Regions from separate parts of the Mus musculus genome. Here all the other regions are linked to region 1. Evidence: chromatin contacts called from public ChIA-PET and promoter capture Hi-C data. All regions are on one chromosome and are shown on one strand. Each heading gives the region's core, a stretch centred on a gene start, on an enhancer-like site or on the middle of the called end of the contact. The rest is flanking DNA. Distances are from core to core; before and after follow the strand shown.

Region 1 (5,866 bases), core at 3,055-5,554:
CAACCACAACAAACCCTGAGCCATCCAAGTTAAGGTTTAACAATGGTAAATTAAGAAAAACAGCTATTTGATACCTAAGTATGTGTGCATAAAGTAATGTTTGTTCACTGTGACTTAGGGAAGTCCAGATGTTTAGTCACATTGACTCAGCATAATTTCTTCCTTGTTAAATCTCAGACTAGAGCAATCAACCCATCCCTGCAAGGAAATGTATTAGCAATCTTGTGTTGGAATTAAGCCCAGGGGAGGAGGAAGAAGTTGCTGTACCTCGAAAGGTACGCCCCGCCCCATCACCAGGGCAGGGCTTTTAGTAGAGCCATGCTTCCCATAGGTGGGTCTCCTCCCCAGCTCCTCGCTGAGAAATATAAGGCAGCCTTCCATTTGAAGTCAGCTAACCTCTCTGATACACAGATGTAGGCAGTTTCACAAGTTATAAGTAGGCATGATCGTGTCGTGCTGATCCTATTAAGAAAGAGTCCAGGACTTAGTCCCAGCTGGGCCCAGGGTTAAAGTTCAGTCTCACTACTAACTGGCTGGGCAAGTCAGTTCCCTGAGCACTCACACAAGATAAGATTCGTCTGCTCTTCCTGTGTCATTTGTACTTGAATGGACAGATGTTTTGCCTGCACGTTTGTCTGTGTGCCTGGTGTGTGCAGTGCCCACAGAGGCCAGAGAAAGGCTCCAGATCCTCTGGAACTGGAGTTGCAGAACTTTGTCCTCGGAAGGTGGCAAGACAGGCAGGAGCCACAGTCACAGCCTAAGAACAACTGTGAGCTCGTGGGAGGCTATTGTTTGCCCTCTGTCAAGCCGTCTCCAAGATTTTCTGAGCCATGGTTTATCCTTATTTGCTGTAAGGCTAACATGCCAAGTCCAGCCTGTAAGAAAGAAAGGCCTGTGGCGGCATCACCAGGGCGCATGGCCCATTGGACTTAAGAAGGAGGCTTAAGAGCTGGGTGTTGGGCTGGTGAGATGGCTCAGTGGGTTAGAGCACCCGACTGCTCTTCCGAAGGTCCAGAGTTCAAATCCCAGCAACCACATGGTGGCTCACAACCATCCGTAACAAGATCTGACTCCCTCTTCTGGAGTGTCTGAAGACAGCTACAGTGTACTTACATATAATAAATAAATAAATCTTTAAAAAAAAAAAAAAAAAAAAAAAAAAAGAGCTGGGTGTTGTGGCACAAGTTTGTAACTCCAGGAGGTGGAGGTGGAAATTGCAAATCTGAGGCCAGCCTGAGCTATACAGTAAGATGCTGCCTAAAAAACAAACAAACAAACAACAAAACAAAAATCAGGAACTATGGCTGAAGAGATGGTTCTGCGGCCAGGAATACATTCTACTCTCTCATAGGACAGGAGTTTGGATCCCAGCAGCCCTGTTAGGCAGCTCACAACAGCCCACAACTCCAGCACCTTCTGGTTTTCTCAGGAGCCTGCACCACTTGCCTGTACACATACACAGAAATAAACAAAACCAAAATCACGGCAGCTAAGGCCAGGGCCGGTGACATACCTCAGTGGGTAAAGCTGCCAAACCTGGTGACCTGAGTTTGATCCCCAGTGCAACATGGTAGGGAACATGGCTCTGGCTCCTGCAAGTCAGACTACCAAATACAGGCAAGCACACAAAATAAGCCAATCGGGAGGGGGCACGGGACAATAATAACGACAGTAATTACATAGCCTTTGCATGACCCTGGATTGGGGAGGCCTCAACTGTAGACTTACAGTGCTAAGACCGGAGCGGATTCTGTAAAAACATAAAGCTGAACTTGATGGTACATGTCTGCTGTCTCAGCACTGGGAAAGCTGAGGCAGGAGGACTGCTGCCACCCTAGGCTACAAAGTAAGACCTAGTCTCAAAAAAATGAAAATACTCTGTGATAGCTATACCTGGTTGTCCATTTGACCACATCTGGAATGAACTACAATCCAGAAATGGAGGGCACACCTGTGATTCAGTTCTTCAGGCTGAAAGACACAGGCTTTTGATTTAGATCTTGAGGCACAGTGGCCATGAAAAGCTTAGGCCCTAGCCGGGTGTGGTGGTACACACCTTTAATCCCAGCACTTGGGAGGCAGAGGCAGGTAGATTTCTGAGTTCCGGGCCAGCCTGGTCTACAGAGTGAGTTCCAGGACAGCCAGGGCTACACAGAGAAACCCTGTCTCGAAAAACCAAAAAAAAAAAAAAAAAAAAAAAGAAAGAAAGAAAGAAAGAAAGAAAGAAAGAAAGAAAAGAAAGGTTAGGCCCAGGCAAGGAAGGTAAGTGTCTCCTTGTCTCCTTTAATCCCAGGAGACAGAGGCAAGCAAATCTCTGAGTTCAAGGCCAGTCTGGGGCAGAGCAAGTCCCAAATCCAGGCATGGTGGTAAACATAGCTTCTGCTGGAGACCTGCATAAGGACAATGGGAAAAGGGATGGTTCACTCTTCTTTGCCTGCTTGCTTTTACTTGCCAGCACAGGATTCAAGCTTATACAGAAGACCAGCTAAAATACCCAGCCTCGTGGGACTGAGCAACTACCAGATTCTTGGACTTCCCATCCATAGTTGCCCATTGTTGGGTTAGTTGGACTATAGACTGTAAGTCACTCCAATAATTTCCCTTAATATATAGAGACATTCCATAAGCTCTGTGACTCTAGAGAACCCTGACTAATATAGAAGTTCAAGATTCAACACCACAGCAAATTTAAAAACCACAGCCAAGGCTGTGGACTGAGATCTTGTCTTTTTTTTTTTTTTTTTTTTTCTGGTTTTTCTGGAAGCTCGTCCACCCCCGAGCCTTGTACCTGATAAGACAATGGGCTGACTCTTAAGACTCTTCCAGGAGCTCTTACCTAGTACTCCCTTGTTCCCACCCTTGTTTTGGAAATAATGGTCTAACCAGCTCAGAGTTGGGATAAATGTGTGTTGGTTATAGGGGGCTGGAGGAGTAGGGACATTAGGCATTTATCAGAAACAGATACAGACACAGAGAGAAACAGAAAGTCACTTAGGGCCAGGCAAGGGATATAGCTCAGTGGCAAAGCACTTGTCTAGAATGCTCAAAACCTACGATTTGATTCGTAGTACTGGAGTGAGGGAAAAAAATTCAAGAAGCTGGTGCAAGCCAGTCTTTTCATTTACCATCAAGCGTTATGTCTATGTGCTGTGTGCAAAACTTACAAAAGATAAAAGGAATTCATTGAAGGACATGATAGCCACTCCTAGAGAGAGAGTAGGCAATGGAAAGAACCTGAACCTAGCCAGGCGTGGTAGTACATGCCTTTAATCCCAGCACTCCGGAGGCAGAGGCAGGCGGATTTCTGAGTTCGAGGCTAGCCTGGTCTACTGAGTGAGTTCCAGGACAGGCAGGGCTACACAGAGAAAAAATCCCGCCCCCCGAAAAAAAAAAAAAAAAAAAAAAAAAAAAAGAAAAGAAAAAAGAAAGCAGCGCACCAACACCTGAGTCTGAATGGAAAAGTAAATTGAAACTAAAAGTGTCTGACCAGCGGGCGAAACAGCACCCCAGACCTCCAGCGCCGGAAACTGTAGTGGGGCTGAGGAAATGGTAGAGAAGAGTGCTTGTGTTCCGCTACAAGCACAAGGAAGAACTCACTTCCAGTCTTGCCTCCCCGAGTATCGGCCACGCACGAGGTACACGGACATACATGCAGGCAAACCAATACACAAAAAATAAATAATTATGAAACCACCCCCCCAAAACCCCTCAAGCCTCTCCTCCGCTTCGTTTTCTCTTTCTGTGCGAGTGGGCGCACGCGCCACTGCTGCACGTGGAGGTCAGATGCCAACTTTGCGGAGTGGGTTCCACTTCCACCCGCTTGGCTCTTTACTTGCTGACCGTCTCGTCTTAGTTTGCACCGCTGTTTCTTGACCTGCAAAAATGGTACACACTGAGGTTCCCACAGATAGGACAGACTTGACTCCTGCCTCAGAGTTGAGGGACAGTGAAGGGAAGCAGCAGCCATGGATCAAAAACGCCAGTGGGCTTGGTAAGGGCTGCACCAAGCCCTTAATGTCTTCTCTTTCACGCCGAGCTGCAGACCCGAGCTTCCGCACGAGCGGGAGGCATCGTGCAAGGTCCCGCTAGAACACTTAGAAGAAGCCCTTTAAACGCTCCTAGAACACTTAGAAGAAGCCCTTTAAACGCTCCTCTCCAGCTCGAGGTGCCATCGACTGCTCGGCGCTCTACAGATCTGGGCCCCGGGGGTGGGCGGGTCCGTTTGCCCTCAGGTGGTATAACAGGCGCCGCAGAGACCCAATAGCGTGGGGCATCGGCCCACCCCTGTCTTCTGATTGGCCAGCGTCTCTGTAAGCCTCTCGAGGCGCCGGGAGCCGGACTTCACTGTACTTGCCTCGGAGCGCTCGGTCCTTCGCGTTTCTTCCTCCTCGACTCTGCTTCGTCTGCCTCCGCCATGGCCCAGTGAGTGACCGACACGCGCAGTCGGGCCCGGGAGACTTCCGGGGCTGAGCGTGGTGATGGCGGGGCTCTGCTCAGTTGTCTCCCTGTTCTCCTCAGCCCCGGTGGTCGCCTGGGTCTCCTCGCGCAGCCCTGACCCCTGCACCTCAGGGTCCCCGCCATGGCCAGCGCAAGCTCCGCCACCCCTTCGTGGGAGCTTGCGGCTGCGACGGGCTCGCGGGGAAGGAAGGCCGCGCTGGGTCGGGGACGGCCCACGCCCCTTGTGCTGGCCAGGCCATAAGGAACGACGGGCAGGGCCAGGGGCAGGGCATGGGTGGCTTCGTGTGCCCGGACGCCCTTTAGAAGGAACTTCCATGGAACTGTGGGGTGCAGGGTGCGGTCGATCCTAGGTGCATGGTGTGAGCCGAGAAGGGTGCAGGCTGCCAGTCCTAATAAAAGCCACTAAGTAACACTAATATCCTTTCTTTGTGTTTGCTTTATTGTTTTTTTTTTTTTTTGTCATTTCAGAGCTGACATTGCACTGATCGGACTGGCTGTCATGGGCCAGAACTTAATTTTGAACATGAATGATCATGGATTTGTGGTAAGTAGTGAGGACACGTTGCCTTCCCGCTGAGAGCTGTGATTTGTTTTTCAGAGATCCCAAGGCATCACTCAGTAAGCACTGTTTGGTGTCTTTGTAGAAGAATTTCTGCTTTAGTCGTGCTCCCTCTGTAGTTAAGGGAAGAGCCTCCTTGGATAGAAATAAATATAAAAGCAGTGGTTCTCAACATTATGATTTATAACACTAGCAAATTACAGTTATTGCGTAGTTATGAAAATAGTTTTATGATTGGGGGTCATCACAACACGAGGGGCTATATTAAAGGGTCGCAGCGTTAGGAAGGTTGAAAACCATAGATGTAAAGGGACCCAGATCTTGGAAGCTGTAGCTAGGAAAACTTGGGGTACATGGAGATTGTTTTTCTTTGTAGACAGCAGCTTGTCTCACAGTGTTGTCACACTGGAGTCTCAGGGCCCTCTCATCTCAGCTTTCTGAGTCCAGGGTCAGAGGATCCTCCTGCCTGTGGGCTCTGAATGTTCTTTCTAAATAGTAGCATGGCTTAGACACCAGGATTACCAGGGACAAAGGACCCAGGTAGTAGTGACAGGCTCAACCTGATAAGCAACAAGTGGCAACCGCCTTTCCCTGGGCTCTCTGCTGTGACTGGACTTTGCAGAGATTGCCTAGCACTTAAAAAGAAAAGGCAGGTCAGCTCTCGCTAGACCTTGGACAGAGTAGACGTTTCTCTGTTGCTGCATCTACCACCCGAGGGTCATGTGTGTGCCAGATCCTCTGACAGGCCTTTTGTCCTTCCAGGTCTGTGCTTTCAATAGGACAGTCTCCAAAGTCGATGACTTCTTGGCCAACGAGGCGAAGGGCACCAAGGTGGTTGGTGCACAGTCC
Region 2 (5,736 bases), core at 2,088-4,587, 260 kb before region 1:
CTTTGGCTACTGTGATACATACTCCAGGCTGGCTGCTTCTTGAGCCTCAGGCCCACTCTTCAGTCTTTGCATCCCGCTTCACAGCAGGAGTCTTGAGATGACAGAGGAGTAGTGCCATGGGTTCTGGGATGACAGAGGAGTGGTGCCATGGGTTCTGAGGCTTGGCCTCGGCTTGCTTGGCTTGCAGGTCTAGTGATCTTGCCAACTGAGCCATCTGCCTGGCTCACCGTGAGACTGGGAAGAATCATATCGTGTTTTTGTATGTTAATGAGAATATCTGTCTGTCTATCTGTCTGTGCACCACAGGCATATTGGCTGCCTGCTGTGGTCAGAATGTGGTGACAGATCTCCCAGAACTAGAACCGTGGACAGTTGTGATCCACCGCATATGGGTACTAGGAATTGAACCTGGGTCCTCTTCAAGGGTAATAAATGCTCCAAACCACTGAGCCACCATTCCAGCTCTTCTTTCTAGATTTTTAATCTTCTTACAGAAAAATGAAGCAGCATTCCTGTCAAAGAACAAGGGAGCCTTTGGAATTTGTCATGATTTCTGGCCATCACCATATGTAACACCCCTGATGGAGTTCAAGCCTTAGAGTGTTGTTAACTACTTGAATTCCTCCTGCTTGGCTTCAGCCTGATCTCCACAGGGTTACATGTGGTTGCTAACCCCAGGAAATATAAGCCAGTGTGGCTGACTCAAGCCCTGTTCTGTTCTTGTATTTGTGAACCACTCATACAGCATTATGGGCAAAGCCCTACACAAGACACAGGTGAGCTGGTCAGTTAAGGTGTACTAGTCATGACCTTACCTGTGACTGACTGACTGACAGACAGACAGACAGACAGACAGACAATGGGGGGGAGAAACACAGAGAGCTAGAATAAAGTTACATATACAAAAAGGCTTGAGGGGCTGGTGAGATGGCTCAGCGGGTAAGAGCACTGACTGCTCTTTAGAAGGTCCTGAGTTCAAATCCCTGCAACCACATCGTGGTTCACAACCATCTGTACAGCTACAGTGTACTCATATACATAAAAATAAATAAATCTTTAAAACAAGGCTTGAGAGAAATAAGCAATATCTGAGGAAGACTATTTATTATTATTATTATTTTCTGTCCTACAGGGCTTCATAAATACTTAGGCAAGCATTCTACCACTGATTTATAGCCCCAATCCTGGGCAAAGGAAAAAGCTGTGTTCTTCTGGTAGACAGCATGGTAGGTAAAGGCACTTGCCATTAAGCCAATTGATCTGAGTTTGATCCTCAAAGCCCACACAGTGGAAGGAAGAACCAATTTCTACAAGTTGATGTCTGACTTTGCAAGAATGAGGGCCTGAATTCTATCACCAAACCCTATGTAAAAATGCCAGGCTTGGAGGCTTGCAAGCCCCAGGCTGGGGAGGCGGAGACAGGAGGATCTCCAGGGCTTACTGGCTAGCAGTCCAACCTAACTGGTGAGCTCCAGGCCAATGAGAGGCCGTGTTTCAATAGAGGTGGATGGTGTTCCTGAGATGACACCAAGGCTGTCCTCTGTCCTCCACACACACACATATATACATAGATGTACACCTCCACAAACAGGAACATATCCATACATATACTTGATAAGCAAATTAATGCAGCAGTGAGGAAATGACATCAAATCTAAAACCTAAACACTAAGAAGGAATAAGCCATGCAAAGTCCAGGAGAAGAGTCTTTGGGACAAAGGAGACAGCAAACGTCAAGGCCTCAAGGAGGAAAAACTATCTTTCTGAAGCCCAAAAAAGCAGTGCAGTTGAGGCCCCGCAAGAGTAGTTACCAAATGTTCAATTTATTTGATGTGAAATGTGCAGAGTAGGTAAGTCCGGGGAGCCAGAGGACAGATCGGCTATCGGAAGTAATGGCAGGATGAGGAGGAATGGTTATAGTGTGTTGGATGGCTGGGTGGGTGATTAAAATGTTCTGAAATTAAAGAGCAATGATGTTAAAGAACTCTCACTACCCTAAAGCCATTGTATACTTTACTTGTGTGATTTAATCTGAGGCTACATGGCAATTATCATGTTTTCAGAAAAACAATGTAATTGACATCAGTGTAACTAGGGGTGCAAAATGGCTTACACAGAATTCATTTCCTGGAAAGTAGAATGCAGTCCTGAAAAGCCTGCAGCGATTTAATTTTACTCACAGACTCTTTGCATATCTAATAGTCATGTTCCCATTTTTAGCATGTAGCAAACAAATTGTAACTATTTTAGTCACTTCTTGTCCCCTTGGATAAGATCAACTGTAACTCTTTTAAACAGGAGTGGAATGTTTAAGATTATAGTTCAGCTAAGAGTAGCCGGTAATGAACCCTAGCACTTGGGAGGCAGAGGCAGGCAGATCTCTGTGAGTTCCAGGCCAGCGAGACCCTGTTTCAAATACATACATGTATACACATATACATACATTAATGTTATAGTTGGGTAATCTGTGATGGTGGTGCATACCCCAGCGTTCAGGCAGGATTTCAAATTTGGGGCTATCTGAAATACATAGCAAGATTCTGTCTCAAGAACAATTAAGAACGAGATGATTATGGCTTTTGTAAGCCATACGATATATACTTTGTGGCAAAATCTGGATTTTCACGGTTCTGTTAGATTTTTCAATTTGTATTTATACATTGATTGTAAAGTAAGTTTTTGTTGTCCGGCCGAGCTGGCATTACAAAGGGTTAGTTACTAAGTCATTGTTCAATACATTTCTCAATAATTTGAGTCTCTACACCCTTAAAGCAGAGCACCTCTCTAAAAGAACAAGGTAAAATAAAATTAAGATCCTGTTAGTTTTCTTCCATGGGTTTTCCTGGGGGAGGAAAAGAGTGGGACAAGGTATTTGCAGGATGGTGCTAAATGCTCCCTGCAGAAAGCAAATGTGTTTCCGATTCCTCAGTTCTTCTAATGTCTGTAGCCGGCTTGCAGCATCCTGGAGGATTTCCAAGTCACTCCACAGCAGGATCCACATGGGAACAAACTAGCACCGCAGAAACCCAAGGCGCAGGGGAGAGCCCGTGGAAGGGCCATATTCGGATTGGCACATCCTGCCCTCAGCAATTCTACCTGGGCCCCGCCCACCGCGCCCCTCGCCTCCGCTCAGTCTCCATGGTGACTGTCCGCCCCGCCTCCTCCTCGTCTCCTCTTAGCAGCCCCTCTCGCCCCTCCCCCCGCCTGGCGCCGCTCAGGGAAGAGGGGGTGGGGCAGGGGGCGGGGACAGGATGCAAGCGAAGAGGAAATCGGCGGCGCGACGCCCGCTGCTTATTGGCTGGCGAATCCCAGAGCGAGAAGCCCCGCCTCCCCGGCGAGGGTCACGTGACCCCTTTCAAAGATGGCCGCCCTGTTGTTTTGATGAATAATTCTTGGTGGGGCGAGGGGGTAAGAGTAGGGTTGGAGGGGTAGGAGGATTTACGCTTCCAGCGAGGGCTTCGCCAGTCCCGTCCCTCCCCTGCCCCCCACCGGGGTTCTCGCGTGGAGGCGGGGCGAGCCTGGCCTGCTTTTAGAGGGGAGGGGCTTCCCGGTCCGGTGCTGGGCTCTGCCTGGGCTGCTGTAGGGTCGCCGCGCCTCGGGGGCATCCAGTGTGCAGTGGAGCTGTTCCCGCCTGGGCCCAGGGGTGGGACCCGGAGCAGGGTCTGCGGGAGAAAAAAACGCAGCTGCCGCGTCACCGCCACGAAGACACGGCGCGCAGCGGGCACGAGCCGAGCTGGAGACCGCGCCGCCCGCCCTGGGTAACCTGGGAAGCTGAGGGGAGTCAGTGGCGCCTGGAGAGGACCCCATAGCGGTGGCCGTGGCCAGAGGCGGCAGCTCTGGGCGCTTGCTGCTGGAGGAGGCTGCGGCGGTGCGAGCGGCCGAAGCCAAGGCGATTCAGTGCCTCGTGTTCTTAGTTTTTAACCTCTGACTATGCAATTCTGAAACCTCCCCCATTGGGGGACCAGACAGCCCGATAGATACCTTCCACTCTTCCTTTGCTCCCGCCCTGGTCTCAAGAACTGAAGGATCTCTCTAACGCCTTTCACCATTAAGAGGAAAGCGATGGAGGAGCTGAGCGCTGACGAGGTGAGGAGGCTGGGGCGTGGGGGGGGGCACCTTGAAAGGATTACTTGGCAACTCTTTGGCGCTTTGGATGGGGACAGATTTTTGCCCTGGTGGTGTCGGGCTCTTGGGATTGGGGAGGCAACGGAGATGGCATTTTCAAGAATAATGAAATATAATGGAAGTAGTCATTCATCATCAGGTTGGCTGTATTGTAAGAAGCCCTTGGCTCCACTTTGGGCTACCGTCTCAGTATGTTTACTCGATCACTAAAATTCTCCAGAGATAGAGAATGCAAGAGGGTCTCTCGTTTTATTCTCCTTTATTCTCTCTCGTTTCTTCATTCGGAACTCCACTCGCTTTTCTTTCTTTTAGGGTCTGAAGACGGGGGTGGGGTGGTGAGGAGCATCTTGAAGGTGTTCAATCTTTTTAAAAGGGTGTTCGAGAAAGAGGGGCGCGATTTAGATCGTGGTATATTGTGTGTGTCTGCGTCGTCGGGGGTTTTAAAGAACAATTTTGCATAAAATCATGATGTTTAATGGCAGTTTTAAAGGGAAGGATTTGAAATCCCAGATACATGTGACCATTTCATTGTAATAAATTATCAAAGGTACCTTTGTGTTTGAGAGGTAGTTACAGATTCCTTGAGATTTAACATTAACAAAGTGTATATACTTAATAGTTAAAAAGATTCCAGTTAAATTACACTAATTTAACAGATTCCTAATGACTTCTGGTATTATGTTACTTTTGTCAGGACCCCTCCCCCTCAAACTTGGGTTGTACTGTGTGGGATCATCAGGAAAGCAGAGGCAGTTAGGGAACTAGGGATTTCTATGCCTCAGTTGATTTTTTTTTTCCCCTTGTCGTTTTACAAATTGAAAGCATTCCTTTCGAGATCCCAGCTGGCTTAATTTCTTCCCCTGCTTCCCGTAAGCTTCCCCTGCAGTATTATGAAAGTAGTCGTCATCTGTCATCAGGTCGGTTGGAAGAGGCCGGTGCTCCACTTTTGGCTATGGTCTCCTCATGTTTATTTACTCACTAAAATTCTCCAGGGATGGAGCATGCGCGTACGTGGGTGAAGGGTCAGGTAGGGGGGAAAAAAAACCAATCTTGTGACTTGTGATATTTCAGTTGTTAAGTCAGAATTGCTAATTTTCAGTCAGCTAACTTGGTTTTCCTCAACTACAGCAGGAGTGTAATCTTAAATCAGAAAAGCCCTGAGTAGTTTCAGGAAATATCAGGAGATCAACTTAGAAATACTTGGTTTTATGTAGTTTAAAAAAGCATCCTCCCATTTTCCTTTCATTCTAAAGAAACACAATCTGTGTTTTTCTGTAGCCCTTTACTTCTAAAAAGTACTATGCTTTGTAAAAGTTCTTGGTTTAGCGACCTTTACAGATTTGATCTTCGTTAATTTTTTTTTCAAACCACTTAATTTTGACCAGACTATACAGACTGGTCAAAGATACCGTATAATCTGGAAGGTATCTCTTTATTTTGCTCAGTTCTTGAGATGGTGTAACTCTCTTAGTGACCATAAAAGGAACACGTATAACCTTTGTGGAAGAAATGGAAGAAATTTTTTTTCAAGGTCAACAGAACACTAAAATGTATATGAAAAATTAAATTCACTAAAGCAGGATTAGTATAAAGGTATTTTCAACAAATTAG
Region 3 (6,153 bases), core at 998-3,497, 290 kb before region 1:
AGGTCAAGGAATGTCTATGCCATTTGGTGTAAGAGATTCAAACGCTCTTTCTGAGCAAGTTGATCCCACCTTGGCTTCTCAATACAAAGGGCATTTCTCCCTTGGAAAAGGTCACATTCAGTCAGTCAGTCAGTCAGTCAGTCAGTCAGTCAAGCATTTATTGAGCATTTGCTGGGCAGAGTGCAAGACCCGGGGACACTGTCATGGTAAATGACGTGAACCCACAGTCATGCCTTTCAGTCAACAAACAGGGAAATGGACGAGGCATGGACTAGGAGAGGGAGAGGGAGATGGAGACAGAGAGGGAGAAGACATAAAACATATGCAAATTATAAACAGGTTTTTGGGGTTTTTTTGTTTTTTGTTTTTTTGTTTGTTTGATTGATTTGGTTTTATTTGGTTTTTCAAAACAGGATTTCTCTGTGCAGTTCTGGTCATCCCGGAACTCATTCTGTAGATCAGGCTGGCCTTGAACTCAGAAATCTGCCTGCTTCTTCCTCCTGAGTGCTAGGATCAAAGATATGTGCCACAACAGCCAACCTGAAAAAAAAAAGTTAACAAAGTTGTGAGTTTTTGTCAGTGCTAGCTGTGTCACCATGGGTGTCCATGATGCCTGTTAACTGATGTGGAAGGACCCTGTACCGTTGGCAGAGTTTAGGTCTTGGAGTGTGTGACAGGAGACATGAGTGGGCCCAGCACAGGCAGGCATTTCTGCTTTTGACTGTGGATGTCTGATAGCTTCACGTGCCTGTGACCCTGGCTTCCCTGCAAGGCTGGACCATAACTTGGAATGGTGAGTTAAAACAATCCCTTCCCCGATAAGTGGCTTTTGTATGAGTATTTCATCACAGCAACAGGTAACAAAACTAAGACCCACCCGCTTGCTTTTACGGTGCAGACACAGAGCCCAGGGCCTCAGTGCAAGCTCTCTGTCACTGAGCTGCGTCTCCAGCCTGGTTTCCAGTTTCCTTCTTTTGAATTTTGAAAGGTTTAGGACTCTGGTGGAAGTGATGTCACCTAACTTCTGAGATCGCTTTGTAGGACACAGGGCAGCACCTTTGTGGTTCTCTTGGGACTCTTAGAGAACTCAACCTCCATGCTATCTGGGATCCCTAACAGTCCATAAAGAGCCTATAGCTTACCAGACCCAGCCCTCAGCTCTTTTTTTTTTTTTTTTTTAAGATTTATTTCTTTATTTCATGTGTGTGAGTACACTGTAGCTGTCTTCAGACACACCAGAAGAGGGTGTCAGATCCCATTACAGATGGTTGTGAGCCACCATGTGGTTGCTGGAAATTGAACTCAGGACCTCTGGAAGAGCAGTCAGTACTCTTAACCACTGAGCCATCTCTCCAACCCCTGGCCCTCAATTTTCAAGTGTGGACAGATTTCCAGCTAACACACAGTCAAGTCTGACCAGCTGGTCTAACCTGAGCAGGGTAAAAGAAATGAGTTCCTGGGCTAAAGAGATGGCTCAGCGGTTAAGAGCACTGACTGCTCTTCCAAAGGTCCTGAGTTCAAACCCCAGCAACCACATGGTGGCTCACAACCATCTGAATCAAGACCTGATTCCCTCTTCTGGTGTTTGAAGGCAGCTACAGTGTACTTACATATAATAAATAAAATAAATCTTAAAAAAAAAAAAAAAGAGCTGGGCGTGGTGGCACATGCCTTTAATCCCAGCACTCGGGTGGCAGAGGCAGGTGGATTTCTGAGTTTGAGGCCAGCCTGGTCTACAAAGTGAGCTCCAGGACAGCCAGGGCTATACAGAGAAACCCTGTCTTGAAACCCCCCCCCAAATAAATGAGTTCCTATTTATTAGGATGGCTAGGTGCTGCATATACATTGATGTATGTGTGGGCATGCGTGTGTAAATCAGAGAACAGCTGGTTTTAAACATTTATGTTGACCCAGTCAGTATTTGATGCTGGGAGCTGAAAGCCATTCGTTTAGTTATTAACATCTAAGAATAAGGGATGACCTGGGTCACACCCTGGGCTCAGAGGTGTTTAAAGTTAAACTAAAGGAGGGAGTCACAAGGGAAACAGAGGTTGCCAAGGTAGGGTGGGGCAGGAGAAGGGATGGAGCCAGGAGTACGTGGGAAAGGAAGGAAGGAGGGATAGCCAGGGCTCCACACCCCCAGCTTCCCTGTCCCCTCCTGCAGTCCCCTTGGGCTCCATCCTGGCTCCGCCCTCGCCCCATTGACAATATAGGGCACCACTGCCTGTGACTCTTGGGCTTTGGCTGCGGACAGACACCAAACCATGCCAGCAGACCTCAGCGGTACCTGGAATCTTCTCAGCAGCGACAACTTCGAGGGCTACATGCTGGCCCTGGGTAGGACTTAGGGTTGTGCAGCTAGGGGGAGCTAAGGTTGGGGAGCAAGGCCTCGGGCCTCCGGGATTGAGTGAAGACAGTTTGTCCTGTGTGTTCCAGGTCCTTCTGTCCCCTGTGGGTTATGTTCTCGCTGGTCAGCTCCTGTCCTTGTCCCAGAGTCTCTGCTGCTCTGTCTTTCTTCTGACCCCCTTGTCTCGTCTGTCACTCATCCCATCTGTCGGTACCTCTCTGCGTTCCTCGAATCTCAGGTGCTTATGTACCCCTGCCTATCCAAATCTGCGTGGATATGTGGGATACGGTTGGGAGCGGCTGGGGCTCCTAGGGGCAGGGCGGGTCCTGGCACTGGAAACCAGGCAAACAGCAGCTGCAGTCTGCGTGAGAATTCAATTTCCCCGCCAGAGCTGAGCCCGCTTGGCTAATGGCCAGTGTTCGGAGTTCAAGGCTACTCCTGCAGATGAACCGGCAGAGTCAGCCTGAGCTGCCCATGTGTGTGGCGAGAGAGCAGTGCCCCACACCCTGAACCCTGTGGCCTCCAGTGCATGGGTCCACGAGAGAGGGTCTGATCACTGACCCTGCTTCCTAAAAGACTCTCGGTATGGCGCTGACCGGGCAACTTGCTCTGGCTCTATGGATTTGACAGATTTGGGCAACTATTCCTGCATGCAGAGCATCCTTGCCAGGGCTTGTATTGGGATTTATTTGTTCGGGTTTTTTTGTTTGTCTGTTTTGAGATAAGGTCTCACGTTGTAGGTCAAGCTGGCCTGGACCTCACTTTGTAGACCAGGCTGGTCTCAGACTTCAGGAAATCCTCCTTTCTCAGTTTCCCAAGTATAGAGATTAGAGACCTAAGCTACCATATCTTGCTGTACTGGGTACTTGAAAAACTTCCTTCAAGTACATAGAACAGACTTCAAAACCCCAGTAAGTAAAAGCAATTAAAAAAAAAATCATCCTTCTTTAGCGGCTAGAGAGGTGGCTTAGTCATGCACATGGCAGCGCACAACCATCTGAATGCCCTGTTTACAGGGAATGCGATGCCCTCTTCTGGCCTCTCTGGGCACTGCATACATGTGGTGCACAGATATGCCTGCAGGTAAAATTTATACAAGTTCTCGTGAGTCAAGTATGGTGGTGCACACCTATGATCCAATATTTGGAAGTGGAGGGAAGAAGATCAGAAGTGTAATGTCACCTTTGCCTGTATAAGTTCAAAGACAGCATGTGTTATGTAAAATCCTGCTTTAAAACCAGCTGCTCTCTGAGTTACACACGCATGCCCACGCATACATCAATGTAAATGATTAAAATAAAAAATATATATAATAAGAACAATAACTTTGCAGGTATTGACTTTGCAACTCGTAAGATTGCCAAGTTGCTGAAGCCACAGAAAGTGATTGAGCAAAATGGGGACTCCTTCACCATCCAGACGTGCAGCAGCCTCAGGAACTACCTTGTAAAATTCAAAGTTGGAGAAGAGTTTGAGGAGGATAACAAAGGCCTGGATAACAGAAAATGCACGGTAAGGGCTTAGGCAGCAGCTAAGGGCTAGGGCTCTCACTTAGCCAGCATGAGGCCCAGGGAAGATTACTAGCACCTTAGAAAAAGAAAAACGAAAGAACATAGGCTTGGGGCTGGAGAAACAGCTCATCAGCTAAGAGCATTTGGGCTCTTGTAGAGAATGGAGAGTTTAATTCCCAGCACCCACATGGTGGCTCACAACCACCTGTAACTGCAATTCCAAGGACCTCTGTGGGCACCAGCCATGCACATAGTACACATACATGCATGGAGGCAACACATAAAATTTTAAAAGATCAAAATGTAACCTAGGCTGCAGATCTCAGTTAGCGCTTCACTCAGTCCACCCGGTAATGTTTAAGGATCCTGCCATAGTGAAACACTGTTTCTCTCTCCCTCCTTGCAGAGCCTGGTTACCTGGGAGAATGACAAACTCACTTGCGTACAGAGAGGAGAGAAGAAAAACAGAGGCTGGAGCCACTGGATCGAAGGGGACCAGCTCCACCTGGTACTGATCTGTCCTGATCTTTTGAAAACATTTTGGGGGAGGGGTGGGAGGAGAGATTTAAATCACTATTTCTTTACTTGTATTCATGTGTATGTATGTGTGCCTATGTGCCTCTCTCTCTCTCTCTCTCTCTCTCTCTCTCTCTCTCTGTGTGTGTGTGTGTGTGTGTGTGTGTGTGTGTGTCACATGTATGCAGTGCCTTCAGAGACCAAAAGAGGGCACTAGATCCCCTTGGAACTAGAGTTGCAGGTGGTTGTGAGTGTGGGGAACTGCACCCTGGTCCTTTGCAAGAGCTATCTCTCTATCCCCTTGTTTTTTACTATTTAAAAAAGTTGTCAGCCGGGCAGTGGTGGCGCACACCTTTAATCCCAGCACTTGGAAAGCAGAGGCAGGCAGATTTCTGAGTTCGAGGCCAGCCTGGTCTACAGAGTGAGTTCCAGGAGAGCCAGGGCTATACAGAGAAACCCTGTCTCGAAAAAAAACAAAAACCAAAAACCAAAAAAAAAAAAGTTGTCATAACAGTATGTTTTGATCATATTCTATCCCCTCCCTAAGTCCTTTCAGACTTTTATCTCTCTATCTAGTACCTAACTTCATATTCCTTCTTTGAAACCAAAATAAATAAATTTAAAAACAACAACAAAAACAACCCCCAGACAACAATAGGCGCATGGAGTCCATTTTGCAGTGGTCACTTCTCCTGCACATGAGATATGCCTTGGAGAGCAGCTGATATACTGTGCGCCATAGGAGAAAACTGATTTCTCCTCTCCCAGAAGATATCAATTGGCTGGGCACTTCCTGTCATTTTCTTCTCAATTCTGGGATTTGTCTGGCTTGACTTTCTGCAGGTCTCGTGCATGCTGTCACAGGCTCTGTGAGTGTGTCCATACACCAGCCCCGCTGTGTCTGGCAGAGGCTGTTCCCTGGGAGTCGCCCACCACCTCTGGCTCTTAGAGTTTTTCTGCCTCTTCTTCTAAATAGATCCTAGAGCCTCGACGGCTATCTTAAGGCATCAGGTACAGGGCTGAGTGCTCCAAGGTCTCTCGCTGTCTGCCCACTGTCCAACTGTGGGTCTCTGATAATTACCATCTACTGCATGAGGAAGCTCCTTTTTTGAGGGCTGAACAATGCACTGGGATGAGCCCCACATGAGTGTCCTTTGTTCTTATTTGAAAAGAGATAATAGCAATTTTAAAAAGGTGGACAATTCCCCTACTCCTTCCCCCCCCCCCTCTCTCTCTCTGACATGCAGAAAGATCTTGAGGCAATTTTTGTTTTGATTTGTTTTTTTTTGTTTTTGTTTTTGTTTTTTTTTTTTTTGGTTTTTCGAGACAGGGTTTCTCTGTACAGCCCTGGCTGTCCTGGAACTCACTCTGCAGAGCAGGCTGGCCTTGAACTCACAGAGATCTGTCTGCCTCTGCCTCCTGAGTGCTGGAGTTAAAGGTGTGTGCTACCACTCTAGGCTGGATTCGATCACCTTTTTTTTTTTTTTAAGATTTATTTGGCCGGTCGTGGTAGCACACGCCTTTAATCCCAGCACTCGGGAGGCAGAGGCAGGAAGATTCCTGAGTTCGAGGCCAGCCTGGTCTACAAAGTGAGTTCCAAGACAGCCAGGGCTATTCAGAGAAACCCTGTCTCAAAAAAAAAAAAAAAAAAAAGAGAGAGAGAAAAGATTTATTTGTTTTATTTATATGAGTATACTGTCACCATCTTCAGGCATACCAGAAGAAGGCACCAGACCTCATTATAGATGGTTGTGATGGAAATTGAACTCAGGACCTCCA
Region 4 (5,738 bases), core at 2,500-4,999, 480 kb before region 1:
TTCAACAACAACCTTAAGCAACAGCTCGGGGGAGGTGGGGGTGGGGTGGGAAGGTGAACACCCAGGACCTCACCTGCCCCGCCTCCCTCACCTGCAGGTTCCGCGGCTACTGTGAACGAGCCTATACCATCCTGCGGCGCCACGGGCTGCTTTTCCTCCATCTCTTCGCCCTGATGCGGGCCGCAGGTCTGCCTGAGCTTAGCTGCTCCAAAGATATCCAGTATCTCAAGGTAAGTGTCCCCGTGGGGGTCCCTTCTGCTATAAAAGCCATCAAAAGCAGCGTGGGCAGAAAAGGGTTTAATTCAACTTGTGGTCGCAGCAGTCACATCATGAAGGGGGATCAAGGGCAGGCACTGAACCAGAAGCAATGGTTTGTTCAGACTACCTTCTTTTACAACCCAGGACCACTTGCCTAGGGGATGGCACCACCCACAGTGGGCTGGACCCTTCTTTATCAGTCATTGATCCAAAAAATAAAATGCCCCAAGGGCTTAACTACAGGCAATCTGATGAAGGCGTTTCCTCAGTTGAGGAAATTTCCTTTTTCCCAGATGACTCCAGTTTGTATTAAGTTGGCAGAAAACCACCAACACAGTAGGTCAAGCCAGGGCCGAGTCAGGGCTGACCCCATGGCTGTATACTTCCTACAGCCTGCCTGGGAGGTCTGGATCCTAGTAGGGCCCCATCTGGTAGACTTTCAGGGGTACTGATGGTTGTGGGGTCCTCATGGCATCCTTGTCCTAGCAGTGGGCAGGGCCAGAGTGGTCCAGTTTGCTGGGCCTACTTATGCTGGGTGGCAGATACGTGGTAACCTTCCTTAGTCAATCCATGTGTCCCTCATAGGTGTCCACACATGCACACATGCGCGCGCGCGCGCGCGCGCACACACACACACACACACACACACACACACACACACACACGTTCCTGCTCAGTCTGTGTGAGCTAAGCTTCCTTGCACATTGTGTAAATGCTTTCATCCCACGTCCTCCATCTGTGATAACTGGAGCAGAGAGTGACAGGCCACCAGCCTAACCAGGGCATCCCCTGAAGGTCACATGACACTCTAAGGCCTCTGACATTTGAGTCAACGGGTGGACCATCTGGGTTTGGGGGTCTGAATACAGAGAGAATTTAGCATCCTATTGGGCTTCATTCTGGATTGCGTAACAGAGCAAAGTCCCTCAGTGTCACTCTGCTGTGTGTGGTTTGTCCAGGACTCTCTGGCACTGGGGAAGACGGAGGAAGAGGCGCTAAAGCACTTCCGGGTGAAGTTCAACGAAGCTCTCCGAGAAAGCTGGAAAACCAAAGTCAACTGGCTGGCGCACAATGTGTCCAAGGATAACCGACAGTAGGAGGCGCCCCCTGGTGGTCATACGGCGGTTCCCTCCTGGCTTTCAGCCCTAGAGGTAAAAGGACAGTCCTGGAGACCAGGCATGTCCAGTGGTCACCAAAGGGACCCCAGAGCCTGAACTGTCCCTCATGGGGAAGAACCACACCACTGCTTCTTGTTTACACTGGTAATTTATTTATGACTCGAAATGTTTAAGGAACAGAATAGCCATAAATGGAAGTGCATTTCTGTGCAGGGGAGGGGTGATGTCCTCATGATGTCATCCCCGGTCAGCACTGTAACAGCACCTTGAGGATCGAACCCCTAGTCTTCCAACCTGTGGGTCTTGGCCCAGCAAGGACAGTTCTTGGGGCCTTCTTCCCAGGCTCCCAGCAGGCTGCCTGGAACAAGCCTGGCGGTCACCTGGTGCCTCCATCCTCAGCTCACCTCCGGCCACCGTTGTGTGGCCTACCCAACCAAGCCTCCGGCAGCTCTTGAGGAAGCCAGGAGCTTCCCTCTAGACTCAGGCACACTTGCTCGGCACTGCTGAAGCGACCTCTTGGGTTTGGGTACGGGAACGCCCTCACCTCTCATTTGCGGGTAAGAACACGATATGTAGACTCTGTCCCTTACCCCGATGGCTGGGGTAAGGGACCTGGCCTCCACTACAGTTAGTGTATTCCAGGCCTTGAAGCACTCAGACCGGTGCCCCATTTAGCTCCGTGTGGTCACGAATCAAGACGAAGGGCCAGCCAGAATTGAAGTCCTCTTCGAAGTTCGTGTGAGGGGCACACAAGGCAGCTTTATGGACGGACAGGACTGATCTCTTCCAGAGCTGAAATCGCAGAAGGCAGCTGGGGAGCTAGGCTCGAAAAGTGTGAGCAAGGACGAGAACGGAATTCAGTGTAGTCTGGGCAGTCAGAGGAACTCGAGAAACGCAGTCTCGGCCTCCTCCCAGGGATCCAAACGCCAGCCACCCGCCCGGCTTTTAGAGAGCCCAGCTCAGGGGTCGCACATGCTTATCGTCCCACCCCAAGCACATCTCCATGTATCAGCTGCCACCTCAGGACCTGGATCTCCCGGTAGCATTCTGAGACTTTGAGAACCATCACCGCTGTCTCGCCAGCAGCCCAGAACATGGCTCAAGGAGCCCCTTCATGTTGATGAGCCCAGGGTCCAGCAGTGAGCGGTGGTGCCTCCGCAGCACCCGCTGAACCCCTAGTCTGCCCCACCAACTCTGAAATAGGAAACGTGTCTGTGTGTGTGTATGTATGTATGCCATGTTATTTATTGAAAAGAGTCTAGGTGCTCTCTGGTGTGGCTGCAGATTCTGCACAGGCTCGGCCTTTCTGGGTTGGGTGTGTACTTGGCTGGAAGACGGGTTTTTTGTTAAGTTTTTTCCTCTCATTGATGGGGGCTGAGACCAGTTTGTGCAACCTTGACACAACAGGTAAAGACAGGTGAAAAGAAATAAAAACGTTTTTATGTTCTTAAGTTCTTGGCTCAAATAACAAGGGGACTTGGGGGGATACAGTGTACTGGTTGAGCCCTTGTCTGCGAAGTGCAAAGCTTCAGGTACATTCCTTAGTACCATAAAAATTAATAATCCTTGCCCGGCATGGTGGACATCTGTAATCCCAGCACTGAGCAGGCAGAGGCAGGAGGATTGCTTTAAGTTTGAGCCCAGCCTATCTTCATAAATCCCTCAACCCCTGCCCCAACCCGTACCCAACAAACATGACAGAATGGACCCCACTCAGGCTGGAGTTAGAACCAGAACTTTATTATAACGCATACACTTTCTGACCTAGTGTCGATATACACATCTTAAAGGGGACCCTGCGGCTACTGACACGACAGTGTCCCTCTCTTCGTTAGCCTGTTTCCATCTAAGAAAGCAGCTACAGGGGACAGGACATGGGAGGGCGGCCACAGACAGCACGGCGGCATCCTTCGAACTAGCAGCAACAGCAGCGAGGACTGGATGTCCCAGCTGGAGCAGTCTAAACTCTTGACTGTGAATGAAGAGCTGTGCTGTGTGGGTGGTACCTGCTGTCTCCTATCTGCTGGGTCTTAGATCTTAGCCCAAACCCAACAGCACGCGGCATCCCATGGGGCCTCTGGGGAGGAGAGAAAAGATTGTTCTGGAGCATTGTAGCAGTTTATCTTTGGGCCTCGGGGTCTCCTTTTGGTGCTGTTGTGCAGACTTGCTCAGAACCGTGGTCTTCCAAGCGAGGAGCCTGACCGCCTGCACCTTTGCTGTCCGTTCCCAGCTACACCATTTCACCAACAGGGAGGCTCACGTTAATAAGCAGAAACCATGTGGCTGCCAGTCACAGGCGTGTACAGGAAAGGCCAGGGGCTTTGGCAACATCCTGGCTGTTCCCAGCCTCTAATGTGGTTGGAGGCTCGTGGGGCTGGCCCCCCCAGACAGCACTTGAAAGCCATGGCCCCGGCCACGTGGCTGTACGGAAACCCTAGCAAGGGTGGGCCCCAGTGACTTGGGCCTCTCCAACCTGGTTTCTTGGGAGGGAAGAGGGAGGAAGAGGCCCTCCTGGCCCCGCATTCTGACTTTACATTCCTGTCCTGGACTACTAGCACAGAGGACACACAGAATCCCAATTTATTTACAAAATATTAAAAAGTCGGTTGGCCATCTACATATTAACCCCCTCTGCTCTCCCACTTTATACATGCACTAGTTTGGGAAAAAAAAATAAAAAAACTTTTAAAAATAAGAGAAATGGTTACTGACTGCGTGGGAGTAATTTTTCACCCTCTGTCGACAAGTCCGCTCAGTGCGGCTTCTCTGGAGGTCCCAGGTGCTGGTGTCCTCTCCCTGGCCGACAGGGAACTCCAGACACACTTGGGGTCTGAGGTGCTGTGGGGCCCCTGCCCTGGGGAGGAAGCGCCAGCTTCTAGCAAAACTGCAATGGTGATGGGCGGGGAGGGTGGAGCCGGTGGTCCCACACACCAAGCACGGGAGGACTTTGAGCAGTGGGGGAAGGGTCTGCAGACCTGCTGGTCAAAATGATTTTGTACATCGTGGACCCGTGGGGCTGGGAGAGAGTCTGGAGAGCAGGCGCTGAGTGCGGGTTTAGTAGCTGAGTGTGGAGTCATCCCATTCCAGCTGTCGGGTGGCATTCTGGCCGTCTCCGGGGCCTCCTTCCTCCTCCTCACTGCTCTCAGACTCGGCACTGGTGATGTCTTCCTCTTCCTCCCCATCTTCGCTCTCCTCCTCCTCCTCCTCCTCTTCCTCCTCCTCACTGCTGTGCTGGTCCTCATATGTCTGGCAAAGAGACGACGGCGTAAATCTAGCCTGTAGCCCCATCGCCCAGTGTCTATCTACTAAAAGCCACAAAGGAAAACACAGCCAACCCCACAGTGACAGAAGGGCCTGAGTGGTACTGGGAGTCGCCTCGCCAAAGTGACCCGGCAGGTGACGCTCTCATTAGCAACATGGATACCACTCACATGGGATGGGGTGCTCAATGCAGAGGGGCGGAGCTTAGTCCTGTCATACCACGGACATCTTGGGGTAAAGAAGCCAAGAGCGTCAGTTGCCTGCCTATGCTACTCACGGAGGCCTTCAGCAAGGGCTTCCTCATCTGAAGGTGACCCCCCTAATCTAATCTCACTGACCCAACCTGCAAGCACATGACCAGGGTCTGGGTCTCCGTGGCGCTTTGTGGTTGGCCCTTCTGTGCCTACCTCCATGGGGTTGACGGTGATGGTCAAGGCAGAGTCATCCCAGTCCATCTCATTCTCCTTCCCCGTGTCCTGGTCCCGCATCGTTCGCTGATGTGCAGCCCGGATCCGAAACACCCCCAGGATGATCATGAAAACCAGGAAGCTGACACACACCACAATCACCACTGTCGCCGTGCTGGGGACAACTGCCATGGGGTTTGAAGACCAGACACACAGCTTTTGTGACGCTGCTTACACCCAAAGAGCTCCCCCCATCCCATCCCTCCTTGGCCTCCTCAACTACTCTAGGTAGGTCAAATGGAATGTGTCAGAGTGCTTCCTGACTCCTAAACCCTAGGAGGAAGCCCTAAGCCTGCCTTCGCTCACTGGCTGCTCTGTGGCAGTGGTGAGCGAGCTTCCTTGTGTAAGTGACAGCATTGGGGTAGTTGATGGGCAGTAGTTGTGAGCTACGCTTGCTACCAGGTTTGTGTGTATGTGTGTGTGTGTGTGTGTGTGTGTGTGTCTGTCTGTCTGTCTATCCATCTGGACCCTACATACCACAGCATCCTGACCCACGTGCTTTCCCCCGTCCTACCTGCAAACGGGTGAGGATTGGCCAGGTTGTGACCAGACAGGTCCACAAAGGATCGATGTTCAGGGTGGACGAACTGTGGCTGGGCAGCCATGTGGTTGGCATGTTCCACGGGGTTGGCTG

The links. ChIA-PET counts read pairs in DNA pulled down with a chosen protein or histone mark. Capture Hi-C pulls out chosen DNA fragments and counts their contacts.
Region 2: a contact with region 1 is called in a promoter capture Hi-C map of adipose tissue. The contact joins the promoter of Ube4b here to the promoter of Pgd in region 1. A contact is called at or near these places in 5 of 39 promoter capture datasets (the C10 cell line, cranial neural crest, erythroid cells and 2 more), 3 of 484 Hi-C or Micro-C datasets (B cells, CD4 T cells and forebrain), 12 of 115 datasets of contacts at active chromatin or transcription factors (the NIH/3T3 cell line, the SCID.adh cell line, astrocytes and 9 more) and 4 of 9 other capture datasets (adipose tissue, liver, macrophages and 1 more).
Region 3: a promoter capture Hi-C map of liver shows a contact between it and region 1. The contact joins the promoter of Rbp7 here to the promoter of Pgd in region 1. A contact is called at or near these places in 3 of 39 promoter capture datasets (cranial neural crest, hippocampal neurons and neural stem cells), 3 of 484 Hi-C or Micro-C datasets (the C2C12 cell line, the G1E-ER4 cell line and embryonic stem cells), 15 of 115 datasets of contacts at active chromatin or transcription factors (the 230-238 cell line, the SCID.adh cell line, astrocytes and 10 more) and 4 of 9 other capture datasets (adipose tissue, embryonic stem cells, liver and 1 more).
Region 4: a contact with region 1 is called in an RNA polymerase II ChIA-PET map of memory CD8 T cells, with 12 read pairs. The contact joins the enhancer-like site here to the promoter of Pgd in region 1. A contact is called at or near these places in 3 of 39 promoter capture datasets (cranial neural crest, frontonasal cranial neural crest and maxillary cranial neural crest), 1 of 484 Hi-C or Micro-C datasets (olfactory sensory neurons), 6 of 115 datasets of contacts at active chromatin or transcription factors (bone marrow-derived macrophages, embryonic stem cells, large pre-B cells and 2 more) and 4 of 9 other capture datasets (adipose tissue, embryonic stem cells, liver and 1 more).

What each region holds. Positions count from the first base shown.
Region 1 is chr4:149,165,143-149,171,008 of GRCm38.p6, reverse strand. Pgd (phosphogluconate dehydrogenase) reads left to right here and starts at 4,304. Exons shown (of 13, transcript NM_001081274.2): 1 at 4,304-4,422; 2 at 4,927-5,002; 3 at 5,780-5,866. The coding sequence starts at 4,415.
Region 2 is chr4:149,424,232-149,429,967 of GRCm38.p6, reverse strand. It overlaps Ube4b (ubiquitination factor E4B), which reads left to right and starts at 3,337. Exons shown (of 27, transcript NM_022022.3): 1 at 3,337-4,086. The coding sequence starts at 4,063.
Region 3 is chr4:149,451,062-149,457,214 of GRCm38.p6, reverse strand. It overlaps Rbp7 (retinol binding protein 7, cellular), which reads left to right and starts at 2,247. Exons shown (of 4, transcript NM_022020.2): 1 at 2,247-2,337; 2 at 3,681-3,859; 3 at 4,265-4,366. The coding sequence starts at 2,265.
Region 4 is chr4:149,646,257-149,651,994 of GRCm38.p6, reverse strand. Clstn1 (calsyntenin 1) reads right to left here. Exons shown (of 19, transcript NM_023051.5): 17 at 5,619-5,738; 18 at 5,045-5,229; 19 at 3,096-4,622. The coding sequence ends at 4,431. It overlaps Pik3cd (phosphatidylinositol-4,5-bisphosphate 3-kinase catalytic subunit delta), which reads left to right. Exons shown (of 22, transcript NM_001164052.1): 21 at 98-230; 22 at 1,218-2,827. The coding sequence ends at 1,355. Among named protein-coding and RNA genes, the nearest start is that of Mir7023, 6.4 kb to the left of the region's middle. Within about 2 kb of position 3,749, at least 56 of the 459 cell types and tissues checked have an H3K27ac peak or open chromatin away from gene starts, as enhancers often do. A contact at or near this core is called in memory CD8 T cells, where this site is marked.